Regions from separate parts of the Bicyclus anynana genome. Here region 2 is linked to region 1. A link is a contact called in public Hi-C data. All regions are on one chromosome and are shown on one strand. The core of a region is the stretch at or near the end of the contact, and the rest is flanking DNA. Distances in the headings are between cores, read along the strand shown.

Evidence for each region. A called contact is a pair of places that touch in the nucleus more often than the background predicts.
Region 2: a Hi-C map of whole body shows a contact between it and region 1, with 6 times the contacts expected there. The contact joins two enhancer-like sites. A contact is called at or near these places in 2 of 2 Hi-C or Micro-C datasets (whole body and whole larva).

Annotation. Positions count from the first base shown.
Region 1 is chr2:146,786-151,200 of ilBicAnyn1.1, forward strand. No RefSeq gene overlaps it. Among protein-coding and RNA genes, the nearest start is that of LOC128198607, 11 kb to the left of the region's middle. Within about 2 kb of position 2,091, at least 2 of the 8 cell types and tissues checked have open chromatin away from gene starts, as enhancers often do.
Region 2 is chr2:246,179-250,529 of ilBicAnyn1.1, forward strand. It overlaps LOC112051929 (kynurenine/alpha-aminoadipate aminotransferase, mitochondrial), which reads right to left. Exons shown (of 7, transcript XM_024090787.2): 6 at 2,304-2,501. Among protein-coding and RNA genes, the nearest start is that of LOC112051929, 9.3 kb to the right of the region's middle. Within about 2 kb of position 2,308, at least 6 of the 8 cell types and tissues checked have open chromatin away from gene starts, as enhancers often do.

The sequences.
Region 1 (4,415 bases), core at 841-3,340:
AATCGGCGGTAGCTGCAGAACAAATAGGTTGACATAGCTACTCGTAGGCCCACGCGAATCGGTACTCATTGGCGTATTATGCAATTATACTTGCTTAACAATTCTGCTTTTTTGTGTCGAAGACAACTCTCAACAGTCACCGCCAGCACCAGTCTACAAGTCCACCAGTCCATCAGACCATCAGTTCACCAATCCATGAACTTTGATTAATACCTAGGCCGATCTATTTGGTTGTGATTTTGAAGTTTCTATCAGGCAAGAACTTGAAGAAATATACTTGAAATATAAAATATAATAAAGAAAAAATAATAAGGCAACTTGTAATTTAGTCTTGCATAATGTTCTATTAATTGTATTTTAAGAATAAGTAAAATAATTGTTTATTACATAATGTCATACAATAAGTAATGAATAATTATTTTACTTAGTATTAAAATCACACTTGACATAATTTATTATTTTTATCTTCCATCTGTGTCATTTATTTGTAACTAGAATGTTTTATCTTTTCCTTTCTAGGTGGCGCTGATGTAACAAGACTGACGAATAAATAGGAACCCAGGAATGTTAACACTTAGCGTTACAAATGTACACCGCTAGGTGGCACTGTTAGATGTCTATGCAATCCACCCATTATAAATGCTGTTTTTTTGAGAAATGGTTTGTATTTAGCTTCCAAGATTTGGTCAACAAATTAAGAACAAATCCTTCCTCTTCAAATTTGTCTGTATATATGTAACATATTGTCCTTGCCCTCCTACTTAGTAACGTATGTTAAAATATTAATTATGATTTAGAGAATGAAGTAAGTATGGAAATGAAACTTTGGTAGGTACCCGTGAAACTTTGGTAGGTTTGGTATCTACAGTTTTCCACAGCGTTAGCTTTGCGTTTTCTATGGTAGATCAACGATATTTTATACTATTAGATATGACAATTTTATACGCACGTAACAGTGCGTATGAAATCACCGCAAAAAGTGTTTCAAACTCAGCTACTCTACTGATCTCCCACCTGCACAATTTTGTGTACACCTAATTAGCTACTTATATTATATATTTATGTATAGTTACATAAATAGTTTAACACTTCCTGTGTGCGACTCCGCTATTTTATAATCGTCGATAAAATATTCGCCTACAACAAGTTTTATTCGAATTTATTTCTATGGTAAGTATGCCAAAAATAAATAGTCCCTAAGAACCAAGTTGCCGTGGAAACCAATGATGTCACAGCGCTGTAAATTTACAAAAAGCGCGGACTGAACAGTTGAAAGCACTACACGACGTTGTAAACAACATTTAGGTATTATTATGTTTAAATAACCTTTGTAGTTTACTAAGCGACTAAATTAAATAACGAGTGAGATATTGGGCGCCGTTGCCGTAGCCTCAGTTTCGACGCGCTAGTGCCATATCTAATAATATACAATATCATTACGTTTTTTTAGAAAGTCTTTACTTGCCTATTTTATTTCAGAAATTACACATTGTATATAACCTACTTAACAGCTTATTTTTAGAAATATAATTCAAATTTAATCTGAAATAATTGCAAGCGTGTAAGAATAGGTATGTTTTGTAAAATATTTTCAAGCAGACATTTAATTTTAAATTTTAACATAGTAAAATATAATTATTAATAATTTATTAATTTTTTAAGAGTACATTTATCATAATTAATTTTGTTTCAACAGAAATTATGGTCGGTGGCAGTTAATTTTATTTTAATTTATTCAAGACTTCTGTTGTTTATTTTATTTATTTAAAGTTAATTTAAAATCTGTAAACTACCTAGGTGTATAAGTAAGACATACATGCCAGATTTATTATCACACCAGCTAATGTAACTATACAATCTGCAAACAAATAAATTGATGTAATAAAAGATTCCAATTAGAAGAGTCAATGTAAAGGGCAAATTCATTAGCTGCGAGTAAGTGCTGCATGTCGACGGTAGAGGGCGCTGTAATGAAGTGTCGTCGTCAAAGAATCGAAACAAAGTGGTTGGTTGCTTTATGAAGCAATAAGGCAATCCAATAAGAGCGGGGGCGGGGGCGGGGGCGCGATATCTGCAGCAATTACGGCTAAACAAATGAAACCTAACGAAATTCACCTCCGAGAGAGCGCGGCGCCGCACAGCGCGCGCGTGGAGTCGCCACGCTGCCGACAATGACACTTTACTGTGCTCGATTTGATGAGCACTTTCTGCAATACTTTGTACAGCCCGTCAATTCACTAACTTTGACGGAAGTTAATAGAATTAACATCAAATCAATAACAACTGCATTTTTCGTATTCCGTAAAGCTTATTGTTAACAAAATCCAAAACGAAATAGTTATTTAACTAAGTAATACAAAATATGTAGTTACAGTTATCAAATTTTAGATCATTTCTAGTGATTATAATACTGTGAGGTGACTGTGAGTGTGTGACTCATATCGCTTTATTAACATTATCAGAATATTATAAACAGAAATAAAGATGTGTTTGTTTCTGTTTTAGAAATAAGAGCATGCATTGGCGTAACTGTAAGGTGGCAGCTGGCAAAATCAAAGCCCCTGGCTCGACGGTTCTCCGCCGAGAAGCTACGAGTATGAGCTTAAGAAAAAGAAAATATTAATGAATTTTGGACATCATTAAACATTTTTTTGCATGATAAAGTATACCTATTATAAAATAAAATATGACTTTTTAACCGAAAAAGAATAAATCCGCCTCAAGGGTTCTATTGTAATAATTATAGTAATTATTAAATTTATGATATGTATTTTTATTAATACCTAATGGAAATGTTATTGGAATTAATATTTTTTTCTTGTGCCCCACATACGTGAGTTGCCTGAACTTTTAATATAATTGTTAGTACCTACTATAATGGTAAATGGAAATAAAAAAAATAAAAAAGTCGCATCTACGGTGGTCTCTGTCCCCAGGCGAGTGCCAAAGGGCTGTGTGTCGGGTGTTTTAGGTTTTTTCAGCGGCTTTGAATTGCAAATTGTCGTCGGCTCCCCGCGCCCCGCGCCGCCGCCGCCTGCCTCGCCCCGCGCCTGAAGCTACAAGAGTAATTAAAAATCAGGTCGACTGCAGCGCTGCTGCGGTGAGTAGCAGCACTTCTAGTAGTAACTGTAACCGGCAATTTAGTCCTTAGTCTCTAATAAATATTGAAAGTAATTAATGTAGAGCAATATACTAACATTGAAATAATATTACAATTTAGAAGGAGATTATTTTTTTATTTTACTTTATATTTAAGATCGTTGAGTGTGGGTTCACATCATGACGCTCGACAACAGATGGCGCGCAGCTCATACTTAAAGCAAAATAAATACTCGTAATAGCCGATGGTATATCTCGTAGCGTCTTTCAATTTTTTATTGAAATTTTTTACAAAAATAAAATAATTATGAGATGAACAGTACTTACGTATAGGAAAATATATGTTTTATTTACCGCAAAGATGGTCCTATATTTTTTTGTGTTTTAAAATATAATTCAAAATAACTTATCTACTACAAGTAGGTAACTATTTAATAATACTACAAACTATCTATATTTCTATTAGGCACAGTATCTATCAGCCGTATCGTTGGTTCAATTCCTGGTTCTAAGAATATTTCAGTTAAAATTGTCAGCCGGAAGGTTGTCGGTGCTCCACCCGCGTGCCTCGCGGAGCACGGAACGCCGCCGGCTCCGGTCATTGCCGTGAACAACTGACACTGGTGCTGCAACACCCTCAGCCCGCCAACCAGCATTGGAGCAGCGTGGCGGGTGTAAGCTACATATCGGGCGGCCTGGCGCTGTTGTGGGCCGGTACAATATAGGCTAACAATGATGATCTATTAGTTTTCTGTTGTTTCGTTGACGCCGAAACTGGAAAACATTTATGCGCCGACTGTGTGATTGATAAAACTCAATTAATAATAAACATTGGAATGTTACCGTGAATGTAGCACATTATTCTCCGCGCGCTGCGGCCGGGGCCCGACCGTCCATTTGTCGGCGGCGTGGCGGGCGGTGCCGCTAATGCGCGCGTTCCGTGCTAACCGTGTTTACTTATAATTATCCCGCAACCACTTTTATAGTGTAGGAGCCAGCGTCCTTATGACGCGACGACTAAGTTCTGAAGACTGAGTAGCACTTTAAAAGGTACAACTATGAAAGAATTTTTTAAATCGGCTCAGTAGTTTCAGAGCCCATTTACTGCAAACAAATAAACAAGCATATAATCAAATCTCTCCTCTTTATAATAGTTATTTAAAGATTTATCATTTATAACTTTGACAAACGAACCACAATTTACAAATAAATTGCGGTTCAATTGGTGGCTTTTAATTTACAAATAAATGTATAATAGTGACTGAAAAATATTTTATATCGATAGTACAATAAACAGTTTACGTATTCGTACCTAA
Region 2 (4,351 bases), core at 1,058-3,557, 100 kb after region 1:
AACTTGTTTAAAGCGAAACAAATCGTAGGATTGATTTTTTTCGTTTTGTGGGATAGCTAACAATACTCGTTATGTTTAGGTATAACAAAAGTTTTAAAAATACGTCGTCTTTATAATACTATGCGTAGGTACTTACATGCATTATACAAAAATGATGGCAAGTTACGTTACGTAAGTATAGTATACACGTTAATATAAGAATTTATTGGATTAACGTACCTATTATAAGGTAAAGCTACCTATAGTTCACGCAAAATAACATGAAACTTAAATCTGGTTTTAAAACATAAATAAAAAAACAAATATTATTTAAGTGTACCTAATAAGAAGAAGAGAAGTAAGAACACTTGCATAACAAAAATCAGACAAAACTCTATACTAAAAATTGTATCTGAAAATTTGAAGTAAACAATAACAGAATATTTCATGCATTTGGGATTTACCAGAGATTATTACCAGCGTGTTGTTTGCGACAGCACACCGTCGTGCGAGAGATTACAGCGAGGAGCTGACTATCTTATCTGTTCATTTATTAATCTTTCATAATTATGATTGATTCAGCTTTCGTAAATCTTATGCAGAAGTGCTTATTCATCAACTTTCTGATGCATTGCAAGAGGTGCGTTATATTTACCGTACGTCATGACTGTACATTATGTAAAACTTTAAGTATGACGTAAGCTTCTGTAACTCTTTCCAAGGTTAAGGTAAATTTCGCTTTGAGTTGTTGTAGGTACACATTAGTAGCACCGTCTTCAAACTGATCAGTAGGTAATATGGTAATGATAATGTAACATAATATGATGTTATTTTTCGCTTTTTAGTTAAGTCGGTACGTTTTATGCTTTTGAAGTTGGCTGTATTTCTTTATTTATTTTTTAATTTTTCAATGTTTAGTGTAATTATACTAGATTTAGATCTAGGCAAAAAAAATTCCCCCAAGGTATGAATGCTCCGTGTGTGTTAAAATTTTAGATGGAATAGCGTAGCATTAACTGTCCCTTGTCTCCATTATCAGACACCTAATGACAGTCATAACCTATCTAGGTGGCAAGTAATCATCAATACAAATAAATCAAGCCTAATCACAAGGTAGCTACTGTAAGCCGTCGAGGAATTCCATTAAGTATCGTTACCATTGCGCCGCGCAGGGCTCCGCTCGGACAAGTGCTCTCTCTCACCAGGTGCAAAGTCCCCATGAATACAAATTGATTAAGCCAGATCACAAGGTAGCTACTGTAAACCGTTGAGTAGTTCCATTACCTGTCCTTCGTATCATCAGAGCCCTAATGACAGTCACAACCTATCTAGGTGGCAAGTCCTCATCATTACAAATAAATCAAGCCCAATCACAAGATAGCTACTGTAAGCCGTCGAGGAGTTCCATTACCTGTCCTTCGTATTCATCATCAGAGCCCTAATGACAGTCACAACCTATCTAGGTGGCAAGTCCTCATCATTAAAAAAAAAATCAAGCCCAATCACAAGATAGCTATGGTAAACCGTCGAGGAGTTCCCATTACCTGTCCTTCGTATACATCATCAGAGCCCTAATTACAGTCACAACCTATCTAGGTGGCAAGTCCTCATCATTACAAATAAATCAAGCCCAATCACAAGATAGCTACTGTAAGCCGTCGAGGAGTTCCATTACCTGTCCTTCGTATTCATCATCAGAGCCCTAATGACAGTCACAACCTATCTAGGTGGCAAGTCCTCATCATTAAAAAAAATCAAGCCCAATCACAAGATAGCTATTGTAAACCGTCGAGGAGTTTCCATTACCTGTCCTTCGTATTCATCATCAGAGCCCTAATTACAGTCACAACCTATCTAGGTGGCAAGTCCTCATCATTACAAATAAATCAAGCCCAATCACAAGATAGCTACTGTAAGCCGTCGAGGAGTTCCATTACCTGTCCTTCGTATTCATCATCAGAGCCCTAATTACAGTCACAACCTATCTAGGTGGCAAGTCCTCATCATTACAAATAAATCAAGCCCAATCACAAGATAGCTACTGTAAACCGTCGAGGAGTTTCCATTACCTGTCCTTCGTATTCATCATCAGAGCCCTAATTACAGTCACAACCTATCTAGGTGGCAAGTCCTCATCATTACAAATAAATCAAGCCCAATCACAAGATAGCTACTGTACACCGTCGAGGAGTTCCATTACCTGTCCTTCGTATTCATCATCAGAGCCCTAATGACAGTCACAACCTAACTAGGTGGCAAGTCGTCATCAATACGCAAGTCGCCGGCGGCGCGCAGGGCTCGCTCGTGCAAGTGCTCTCTCTCACCAGGTTGTAGACGTCGCGCACGCCGCGCACGCGCACCCAGTGGAACAGCCCGCCGGCCGGCTCGCTCCACTGCAGCAAGTCGCCGGCGCCGCGCAGGGCTCCGCTCAGCGCGTTGCGCCGCTGCTCGTAGAAGGCGCGCGTCGCCAGCAGGTGCGTCGCCAGCGCGTCGCGGTCGGTGATCAGGTGGAACGAGATCGCCTGCAACAGAACACACTGCTACATAATCTGCGTCTTAGCACTCGCGACACACTCTGAATGGTTTGAGGAAGATCTTATAAGATATTTTTTTAGTCCGACCTTTAGGCTAGAAATCTTCGGGCTTCGGGCTATAAGCGACGAGATACTTAAAAAAAGCAAAGAAAGGTAAAAACCCGTCGTCTACGAGTAGCTCAGTGGGAAGGGTCTCCTTATTGGAGGTCAAAAATGCATCAATAAAGATTGCAGTAGGTATTATTTATGTATAATTGGGTACTCTCAGCACTGGCTCACGTGCTCCGACGCGCGGATACATCAAGCTGTCAGCGCTAATCCCGCTATCAACACAAACGACGATTAACTTCGCGAACTATTTTGTTTGCCTGCCGCCGCCCAATAGCGATGTCGTCCGTTTAACTGTGACGTCACGAGATAACAGTAATTATAATTAACTAAATTGATTAGTGATGATTTAATTTAACCGATAACATATCTAAAGGAAGGTTCAGTGTTAACATAGGCTACATTATCTATACTAATCCGTACCAATATTATAAAGAAGTAAAGTTTGTGATAATGTACTGGATGAGCCCTGGATCTGCTGAACAGATTTGAAAATTTTTCTACGACAAAGCCATATTTTATCTCCGTATTATCACGGGAATGGGAACTATGCGGGTGAAACGTGGTATTGTCTTATATTAATTAGCTGACTTCCAAAAAGGAGGAGGTTCTACATTCGGCTGTATGTATGTTTTTTTTTTTATGTATGTCCAGCGATAATTCCATCATTTGTGGACCGATTTGGAAAATTCTTTTTTGTTTTGAAGGGTTTGATTTCAGGGTGGTCCCATTTTTTTCATGTCAGGATCTGATAATGGCATCCTGGAGAAATTGAGGGGAACTTTCGAAAATCGTAAGGACGGCTAGTGCGTTTGTTAGTGTTTTCCATAAGGTATTTTAAACCACTACAATTTTATGAAGGTCGGGAGTTGGTCTGATGATGGAGCCGAAACACAGACGATGGAACTCGTCAACGATTTACAGCAGGTACCTTTTGTTTGGGCTTGATTTATTTGTATTGATGAGTACTTTCCACCTAGATGGGTTGTGACTGTATAGGGGGTCTGGTGATGAAGACGGGGGACAGTCACCATTCACGTTTTTCTCAATATTCATGTTACGTGTGGATAAAGGGGCAGTGAAATTTTGTGTGGATTGTGGGATTATAGGACTTAGATACTTATTATAAGAAAATAACGTTTCATTTGTGTTCACACTCAGTAGGTGTGCTAACACTAAAAATTTAAAAATAAAAATTTTAATAAAAAAAATTCAACCGACTTCCAACTCGAAAATTAACCTAAACTAAAAAGCAAAAAATAATATCTTACCTATATGCTACCTTCTGATCAGTTTGAAGGCTGTGCCAAGCCAGTGATGTTTTAATTTAAGCCGTTTAAATTACAAAATTTCTGTGGTCCTTTCAGAAACGGCTTTAATTAAAACATGACACTGGATTGGCACCGCCTTCAAACTGATCAGAAGGTAGCATATAGGTAAGATGTTATTTTTTGCTTTTTAGTTTAGGTTAATTTTCGAGGTGGAAGTCGGTTGAATTTTTTTTATTAAAATTTTTATTAAATAATATATTTTTGAGTATAATATTCTGTTTTGATTTTTAGTACAAACCGAACTTCAACTTGGTCGCAAACATAGTCATAGGACCGGAACATTATACAATACTCTCAGTACCCTACGGTAACGGGCTTTCGTATATATTTTACAGGTTTGTTTAACTTTGCTTGTTTAGAGCTATTTTGTTATGTTTCTCAAATGAATATGCATCACCG